Linked DNA regions of Mus musculus: region 2 is linked to region 1. A link is a contact called in public targeted proximity ligation data. All regions are on one chromosome and are shown on one strand. The core of a region is the stretch at or near the end of the contact, and the rest is flanking DNA. Distances in the headings are between cores, read along the strand shown.

The links.
Region 2: a targeted proximity ligation map of embryonic stem cells shows a contact between it and region 1, with 6 read pairs. A contact is called at or near these places in 4 of 39 promoter capture datasets (the C10 cell line, erythroid cells, fetal liver and 1 more), 2 of 130 datasets of targeted methods (embryonic stem cells and intestinal villus epithelium) and 2 of 9 other capture datasets (adipose tissue and liver).

Annotation. Positions count from the first base shown.
Region 1 is chr19:8,835,236-8,839,411 of GRCm38.p6, reverse strand. It overlaps Bscl2 (Berardinelli-Seip congenital lipodystrophy 2 (seipin)), which reads right to left and starts at 1,945. Exons shown (of 12, transcript NM_001136064.3): 1 at 1,548-1,945. It overlaps Gng3 (guanine nucleotide binding protein (G protein), gamma 3), which reads left to right and starts at 166. Exons shown (of 3, transcript NM_010316.3): 1 at 166-421; 2 at 759-858; 3 at 1,141-2,483. The coding sequence starts at 760. The coding sequence ends at 1,269.
Region 2 is chr19:9,025,853-9,030,028 of GRCm38.p6, reverse strand. It overlaps a transcript of Ahnak not described here. Among named protein-coding and RNA genes, the nearest start is that of Ahnak, 39 kb to the right of the region's middle.

The sequences.
Region 1 (4,176 bases), core at 696-3,195:
GAGGGGAGCCTGCTTCTGCCTCAGGCCCTTTGGGGAGCTATCTAGTTTAGACTAAGGACTTGTACAATGGCAGGGGCAGGTAGTGAGAGAGCAGCAGTGAGGGTGTGCACAGGGGATGCAAACAGCAGACTGACTCCCCCACTGTCCAGGCAGTTGGTATGCGCCAGAATCAGCAGCTCCTTCTAGCATCCTTCATCCTTCAGGTACCAGCCATCTGGGCAGAACTTAAGCTGTGGAGACTGAGACCACCCCTCCAAGGATCTCGTCTGAGCATCTCTAGTGACCTTCTCTGCATTAACTGTCAGTGCTACGGATATTTTTAGCTCCAAGTCCTGGCAGGGTGGGGCACCTATCTGAGGCAGGGTTTGGTGCCCCCTCCCCACTGACCCTACATCCCTGGCTGCCGCTGCTGTTACTTCAGGTGAGTAGAAAGCAGCTTTTTTTCTCTTCAGGGCTTGAGGGGGGACAGGTGGCTGATGTGATTTCATCAGGGTGGGGCTCTTTCTGACTGAGGCTTTCATTGCTGGTAACATATTTGGCTCAAAGACTTAAAATCCTTAAATCGTTTGTATAATTTGATGACCAGGACCCAGGGGTTAGGAGAATATTTCATTTTATCTTCTCCATTCTCCCTACTTAAAAAAAAAAAAAAAAAAGAAAGAAAAAAAAACCTGGGATGGCCACTGGAGAATGGGGGCACAATCCCAGGTGTGTGGTTGTGAAGAGCTGAGTGTTTCAGCTGACTGTCTTTACTCCAGGATGAAAGGGGAGACCCCCGTTAACAGCACTATGAGTATTGGTCAAGCACGCAAGATGGTGGAACAGCTTAAGATTGAGGCCAGCTTGTGCCGGATAAAGGTGGGTGCGACCCTGGCTCCCATCAGCCCTTCAGGGCTCAGCTGTGGGTTTGCAATACCCTCCCCTCCCCCCTCCCCCCAAGAAAAGATGCTTCTTTTCTTGACACCCTGAGGTCAGTGGCAGAAACTGGGCTTTGTCAGCAAAGTTGTTCCCGAGGACTGGCGTTGGGGGAGAGGGCTGTCTCAAAGGGCACTAGAAACAAAAAGATAGTCTATTGGAGAAGAGAACTGCAGTCCCTTTCAGGAATTCTGGTTAATGTATCCCTTCCTGGCTGGGTTCCAGGTGTCCAAGGCAGCAGCAGACCTGATGACATACTGTGATGCCCACGCTTGTGAGGACCCCCTCATCACTCCTGTGCCCACTTCCGAGAACCCCTTCCGGGAGAAGAAGTTCTTCTGTGCGCTCCTCTGAAGAGCGGTGGACCTCCTCTGAACTCATCGCCCCCTCCCAGACCCGCCCTTAGATTGGAAATTGTAGTAGATCACTTCTACCCGCATTTACCCGGAGATTATTTGAAGCACAAGGCCCTCCTTACCCATGTCTACCCCATCTCCTCACCCTTTCAGGCTAACTCCAAGCACCTTCTACTCTATCTATAAAGGGACCCCGCTAAACTGCCAAAATCCTGCCTGTTTCCCTCGGTGATCCATCCGTTCAGGCAATGGAGAGGGGGATGCCCGGGTGCTCACCTGGAGCTATGAAAGGTAAAGGCATTTGAAGAATAAAGTCATTCAGAGCCTCAGAGGACAACGTCTGTGTTAGCGTTCTTGGGAAAGAGGATCCTTAATCGATACACTTGCCATATCCAGGGAACAGGGCCAGTCGAGCCCGTTAGACATTGTAAGGATTGGAGATCGCAAAGTATAAGGTGCCCGAGCGCCCCCAGTGGGGGGTTGTTAAAACGAGCGCTCAGAAGCCGCGGAGCATTCACACGAGCGCGCAACGTAAGCGGCGAGAACCACACAAGGGCGAGCAGGGTGGGTTTCCGCAGGCCCAGGGACAGCAGCCCCGGGGGGAGGTGGCCCGAGAGGCCGTGGGGCGGGACAGGGCGACTCGGCGCGGCAGCCAATGCCCAAGATGGCGGCTGCCTGTTCGTACCCGCATGGAGGCACGCGCCGAGGGTGCTCTTAAAATGGCGGTCCCCAGCGTTCCCAATAGGGAACGATCCCTTATGCGATCCTCTGGTCTTAAAATGGCTGCCCCTGCCCTCTCAAAGTCAGAGTCAGGTTCTCTGTCCCATAGAATCTGGAACTAGACATGCTTTGGAGACCAATCACGGGGAGTGGGGATGGGGAGACACCTAAAGCAGTCATGGGTTCTTAAGTTCAGTGTGGTGACCAACACTCCGGAGGTGTTGGACACACACAGAGGCAGATGGATCTCTGAGTTCCAAGCCAGCCACGACGACACACAATACACAATGAAATCCTGACTTAAAACAACCAGTCACTAGGACTGGGACCCAAGAAGCCCAGAGTGAGTTTTGCATAAGAATCTCGCCTGAGTAGAGGTTCCCTTTGAGGTGTATGTAATAACACAAATGTGTTAAACAGGCCATCTTGGAGCACCCTGTTCCTTGGTCTCTGTGGGATCTAAATAAGTAATAAATTTGTTTTCTTGTTGAATTGGGGCTTTTTTATTTTCTCCTCAAGGTAACTGAAAACATCACAAGGGTTCAGAATGTCGTCTGACTGGAAACCATGTCTCAAGAATGCCTCCTAGAGTGAGATCCCGGCAAAGGGTTAGGGGATCCAGGCCACCGCCTAGAAGCTTTTTGGTCTGAGTGAACGTACATATATGTTTTGGATCCTGGGCTACATTTAAATGTCCTAGTTGTTTTGTTTTTGTTTTTATTCTTTTTGGTTTTTCGAGACAGGGTTTCTCTGTATAGCCCTGGCTGTCCTGGAACTCACTTTGTAGACCAGGCTGGCCTCAAACTCAGAGATCCGCCTGCCTCTGCCTCCCTGAATGCTGGGATTAAAGGCGTGCGCCACCATGCCCGGCTGTTCTAGTTTTAGGTGACAAATCGTTCTGGGTAGGAAGGTCTAACTATTCCCTGGGTGTCATAACCAAATGGCTGAACAGGTACAGGTGTTTGACTGCAGGCCCAGTGAGTTTCAACCATCAAGGTGGTGGGGGAGAACTCAAGAGTTTTTCTGACTCCACAAGAGTACCCTGCACACTCTCTCTCTAGAGCGCGTGCATGCGCACACACGCAGACTTCAGTATTTTATAACCTTTGCTCCTTCTTTCTTGTGAAAACCCCAGGAAGGATCCTTGTTATAATCCCTGCCTGCTTACAATGTCTAGAATGCAATAGGTGCCTAATACCTAATGAATGTTTTTTTCTATGTGTATATGCTTAAACTGTACACAGGGAGTAGCAAGAGACTAAAAAGACTAATCTCTATCAGCTCAGATGTGGTAAAAAGCCAAAAGTGCTTAAAATGTGTTATTAGGTTAATCCTTGCCCTACCTTATCCTCTAAAATACCCATCTTAGTTTTCTCATGCAATTTGATACCTATTCAAATTAGGAGTGACTATCTGGTTGAGGAGAACCAGGCCTAGCAACTCGTACAGACAAGGTGTAAGCTGTTTCAGAGTAGGGCTAGAAGAGGGTTCTCAAAGGAGTCACATGGTGGCTTACAAACTGACCTTAACTCCACTTCAAGAGGATCCAATGCCCTCTTCCTACTCTGCATGCACCAGACACAAGCATGGTACACACAGATATATGCAGACAAAACATTCATGGGTATAAATCTTAGGAATAGACCATCAGTGGATTGAGACAGGGTCTGAACTCCTGATCCTCCTGCCTCCCAACTCCAAGTGCTCAGATTACATTCATACACCAGTATAAGCTACTGTTGTTTTTGAAACAGGGTCTTGCTCTGTAGGCCAAGTTGATCTGGAATATTCTGGTTTTGAATTCATAGCATTTCTCCTGTCTTGGCCTATCTAGTGTTAGGACAAAGGCATTCGATATCACGTCAGGCTGAACACTAATTATAATCAGCTCCAAAATGCCAATAATGGAGCCTAAGATGGTTCAGTGGGTAGAAGTTCCTGTCATCAAGTCTGATGACTGGATTCAATTCCTGAGTCCTAAATGGTAGAAAGGAGACTCCCAAGTCATCCTTCGATCTTCACAGGTGTACTGTGGCTCATGCGTGCTAACAGGCAAAAAACCCAAAGTCCTCCTGAGCCTGGTATGGTTGCAGCCTAGGCTACAATAGCCAATACCCAGCTTCAAAACAACAAACACAAAACAAAGTTTCTGTAGCTTTCATTCTTCAAATTCAATAGAAAAATG
Region 2 (4,176 bases), core at 754-3,253, 190 kb before region 1:
TGCCTGAAATAAAATAATAAATAAGAATACAGCATCCCTCCCTCACAGGGTTGACAGTCTAATTCCGGAGAGAGACTGACAAGCAGTCTCTCACTGATAACTAAATGTAAGTAGCATTGAGACCAGAAAACTAAAGTAATGAGAGCATAGAATAGTTGGGAAAGAGAGAGGATTCCAGGCAGGCTTCCAGGAGGAAATGCCCCTTAGGCTAAAACCCAAGGGTGAGAAAAGAGAAGGCTGCATCAAAGCCAGAGGGCTGCTGAGAGTGACTGGCAAGGCCAATCATGACCTCGCAGAAACTGACAACCATTGCAGTAAACAGTAGAGAGGAGCCTGGGGGTCAAGGGTTCCCCAGGTCTTGATGAGGTATGGGCAAGCTGAGGTACCTCCACGAGGCTTCCCTCTCTGCGTAAACCAACAGTCAGGCCGTCCCACCACAGCATTCTCATCCAAATTTTTTGTTTTGGTTTTTGAGACGGGGTATCACTATGTGGCGCTGGCTGTCCTGGAACTCGCTGTGTAGCTCTGATTGCCCGCAGACTCTCAGAGATCCACCTGCCTCTGCTTCCTGATTAATCAGCTGGAATCAAAGGTATGTGCCACCCTACCCCACAAAGATTGTTTTTAAATGGGTATGTGTATCTGTGAGTATATGCCACATGAGTTCAGATACCCAAGGAGGCCAGAAGAGAAAGTCAGATCCCCTGGAGCTGGAGTAGCAAATGAATGTCAGCTACCCAATGTAGGTGCTGCGAATCAAACTTTGGTCCTCCCAAAGATCCGGAGTCACTCTTAGCCACTAAGTTCTCTCTCCAGCCACCCTACCTCTACTGGCTAGTTTGTGTCAACTTGACACAGGCTGGAGTTATCACAGAGAAAGGAGCTTCAGTTGGGGAAATGCCTCCATGAGATCCAACTGTAAGGCATTTTCTCAATTAGTGATCAAGGGGGAAAGGCCCCTTGTGGGTGGGACCATCTCTGGGCTGGTAGTCTTGGGTTCTATAAGAGAGCAGGCTGAGCAAGCCAGGGGAAACAAGCCAGTAAGGAATATCCCTCCATGGCCTCTGCATCAGCTCCTGCTTCCTGACCTGCTTGAGTCCCAGTCCTGACTTCCTTGGTGATGAACAGCAGTATGGAAGTGTAAGCCAGATAAACCCTTTCCTCGCCAACTTGCCTCTTGGTCATGATGTTTGTGCAGGAATAGAAACCCTAAGACACCACCCCATCCAACTTATAAATCTTTCTAGTGAATATTAAATCAGTGCTAGAAAATACACTCCAAGTTCAATCCGCTGTCAGGGCACAGTGGATAAAAGACAAGCCACGACCCCATGTTGTTCCCTGTACTCATTCCTGTGACCAGCAAACCCTATCAAAGGTTTTCCATGGTTATGTAACAAGAACCTGACAAGTGACACACAGGATCCAACCGTTTCCTCTCTGGAAACAAGGAAAGGGAGTGTTTGCAGAACATGTAGTACAGGGCTTTGTACCTGGGAGACTGGCAAGGCCTGGAATGGCCATCCAGGGGCAAGAGTCTGGCTAATCCAAAGCACTTATTTCCTTCTGATAATCTGTAATCTGTAATTTCCCACTTTTAAGGGTAGTAATTACTCCAAACAAAGAGCAGTAACCAAAAACAGTGGTTAAAGGGAGTGGCTTTTTTTTTTTCCTCTAAAAGAGATCTGCAGCTCAGTTAAAGAAAAAATAAAAACCTTAGTTCAAAGCTTGTCTATTAGATTCAATAGGAAAATAGTTTGAAGGAAAATATGGTGTGCAAACAGGAAAAAAAAAGTGGAAGCCTACCCACACCAGGCCCCCACCCCCTACAGTGAATTTGCCCTACCTGACCCACCTTACTCCTACAGCTAAATTCCTAGAATTTATTTTCTAGGAATTTAGACAATTCAGATTGGCTGCCTCCACTCTCTCACCTGACATCCCTATCTGCCTGAAGGGCCCACTTGAAATTCAAGTGGCGAGCCAGACTCGCAGGCTTGCAAATAGAAAATGCACTGTCATTCTTCTCCCTGGCTTTTCACATTCCAGTCCTCCCCACGGCCTGGCTGCCTGAGCAAGGGGACAGAGCACCGGCTGCCTGGCAGCTGTGTATCCTGGAAGAGACGGCACACACAGGAAAAAACACACAGAGCAGGCTATACTGCATGGCTGAAAAAAAAAATCAAAGCCTTCCACTTTGGGTGGACAGGAGTAGTGAGCTTTAAGCTGAAGCTCCTTCCTCGGGGAGGGTACCAAGTGCCCCACACTGCAGTCCCATGTGACTACAGCTCAGTAAGGGCTGCCAGATTCCAGGAGATGGATGGATGGATGGACCTTAAATAGTCACCAGGAGGGTGACTTCTTGTGTAGCCCAGGCTGTCCTGGAATAAAGCCGTCAATGGGAGGATGACCTTGAACTTTAGATTCTCCTGGGTCCACCTCCTCCATTCTCCTGGGTCCACCTCCTGAGTTCTGTTTAGATTCTCCTGGGTCCACCTCCTGAGTTCTGGGGTTTCAGTTGTGTGCCACCACACCAGGCTTATGATATGGCAAGTCCAGGACTTGCTACATTCCCAGCCCACACACACAAGTCCTGTTTTTATTATTACTTGTGTGTACTTGTATCTGTGTGCATGTTTATGCATGTGCACGTGTGTGTATGTGTGTACAAGACTATGCCCATGCATGTGAAGGCCAGAGGCCAAAGTCACCTGTCTTTCTCTATCATTGTCCACCTGTTCTTTTACTTGATCTGGCTCACCAATGGGCTAGACTGTCAGGCCAGAGAGCTCTGGGAGCTCTCTATCCCCACCCCATCTCCCAGTGATAGGGTTACAGACCAGAATACCATGCCCACCTTTCGCCTCAATTCTGGACACCAGAACTCAAGTCCTCACGTACGAGAGCAAGAGCTTAAGTACCAAACCATGTCCCCAGCCCTCTTTTAAATACCAGCATTCAAAAGTGCAAACCTAAGATGCCGTCATATACAAAGTCATCTTTTAGGCAAAGTCTGTATAAAGCAGAGAGTTGGGGCTGATGCCGCATTTTAGAAATGAAGGTCCCACCGGGTAAGGGGTAGGCCCCAGAGGCAACATGTGACCCACGTACAGCAGCTTCCAGCTGGTCTCTGCTGGTCTTTTTTCTGTGATTGCCCAGTATCATATGCCCAGTCTTGTTTGGCCATCAGCCTGGCTCATTACTTCACACCAGCCTGGTCTAAATAGATAAAAATCTGCCTAGGAACTGTGGCAGAACTTGGATTAGTTCCAGGATTGGCTGGTTGGCTGAAAGTGGCTACAATTACTCCCAGAGACTGGGATCCCTTGTTTCCTGGACACTAACAGCTGAATTGGTGAATTGGGGTAGGGGGCGGGGGTGTCAGATCATTTGATTTGGGGTCAGAGCAAAAATTTTGCCTTGATGTTACAGTACTCTGTTTTCTTAGGGTACATTTATTTGGGGCACCCAGAAAGGCAGGGCTCAAACCCTATGAACAGCCACCCTTTGGGGCTGTCTGCGTAGTAACGAATAAAGACAACGTTTTGCACTTACTAGACCATTGAGTCACACCCCAGCCCTTCTTCCTCTTTTTCCTAGTCTTCCTCGTCCACACCCTTTACATTTCTCAGGCTCATCCAATCATCCTGGCCCTGACTAATCCACTTTGCCCAGGCTTCTTCTTGGATTTTGACTTGTTTCCTTCTAGGCTCTAATCTGTGATTAAAGAGCTCTAGGTGTCCTGAGTTCTTACCCTGGGCTTGGGTGGGCTGAACTGCCCCATCCCACTTGGGGAGTGTGGAAATCTCTGATCATACTATAGGCTGTTGGATGATTCTCAAACCGGAGTCGAGCAGGCATGGCAGGTGCAGAGATAGACGGGGAAACACTTGGAAGCAGCCCTTCCCTTCTCCCAATCCCTGTGTGGAAGTACCTCTCATTTTCAGGCCCTCCCCTAGACACAAGGTTCAACCTCCTAGGGCCCCAGATTGAGCAGAACAGTGTTTGCAGACCATCAACCTGTCCACTCTCCAAGGGACCAGTGGGCGGGACTAACTATAATACATTAACTTCAGTTGTTTCTCTCATTTATTAGTATCATGGAAGAGTGAAGACTGGATAGGGCAAAGGACTGGGAATAGTATGAGGTAGGAAGTCCAAGAAAGAGACTGACAG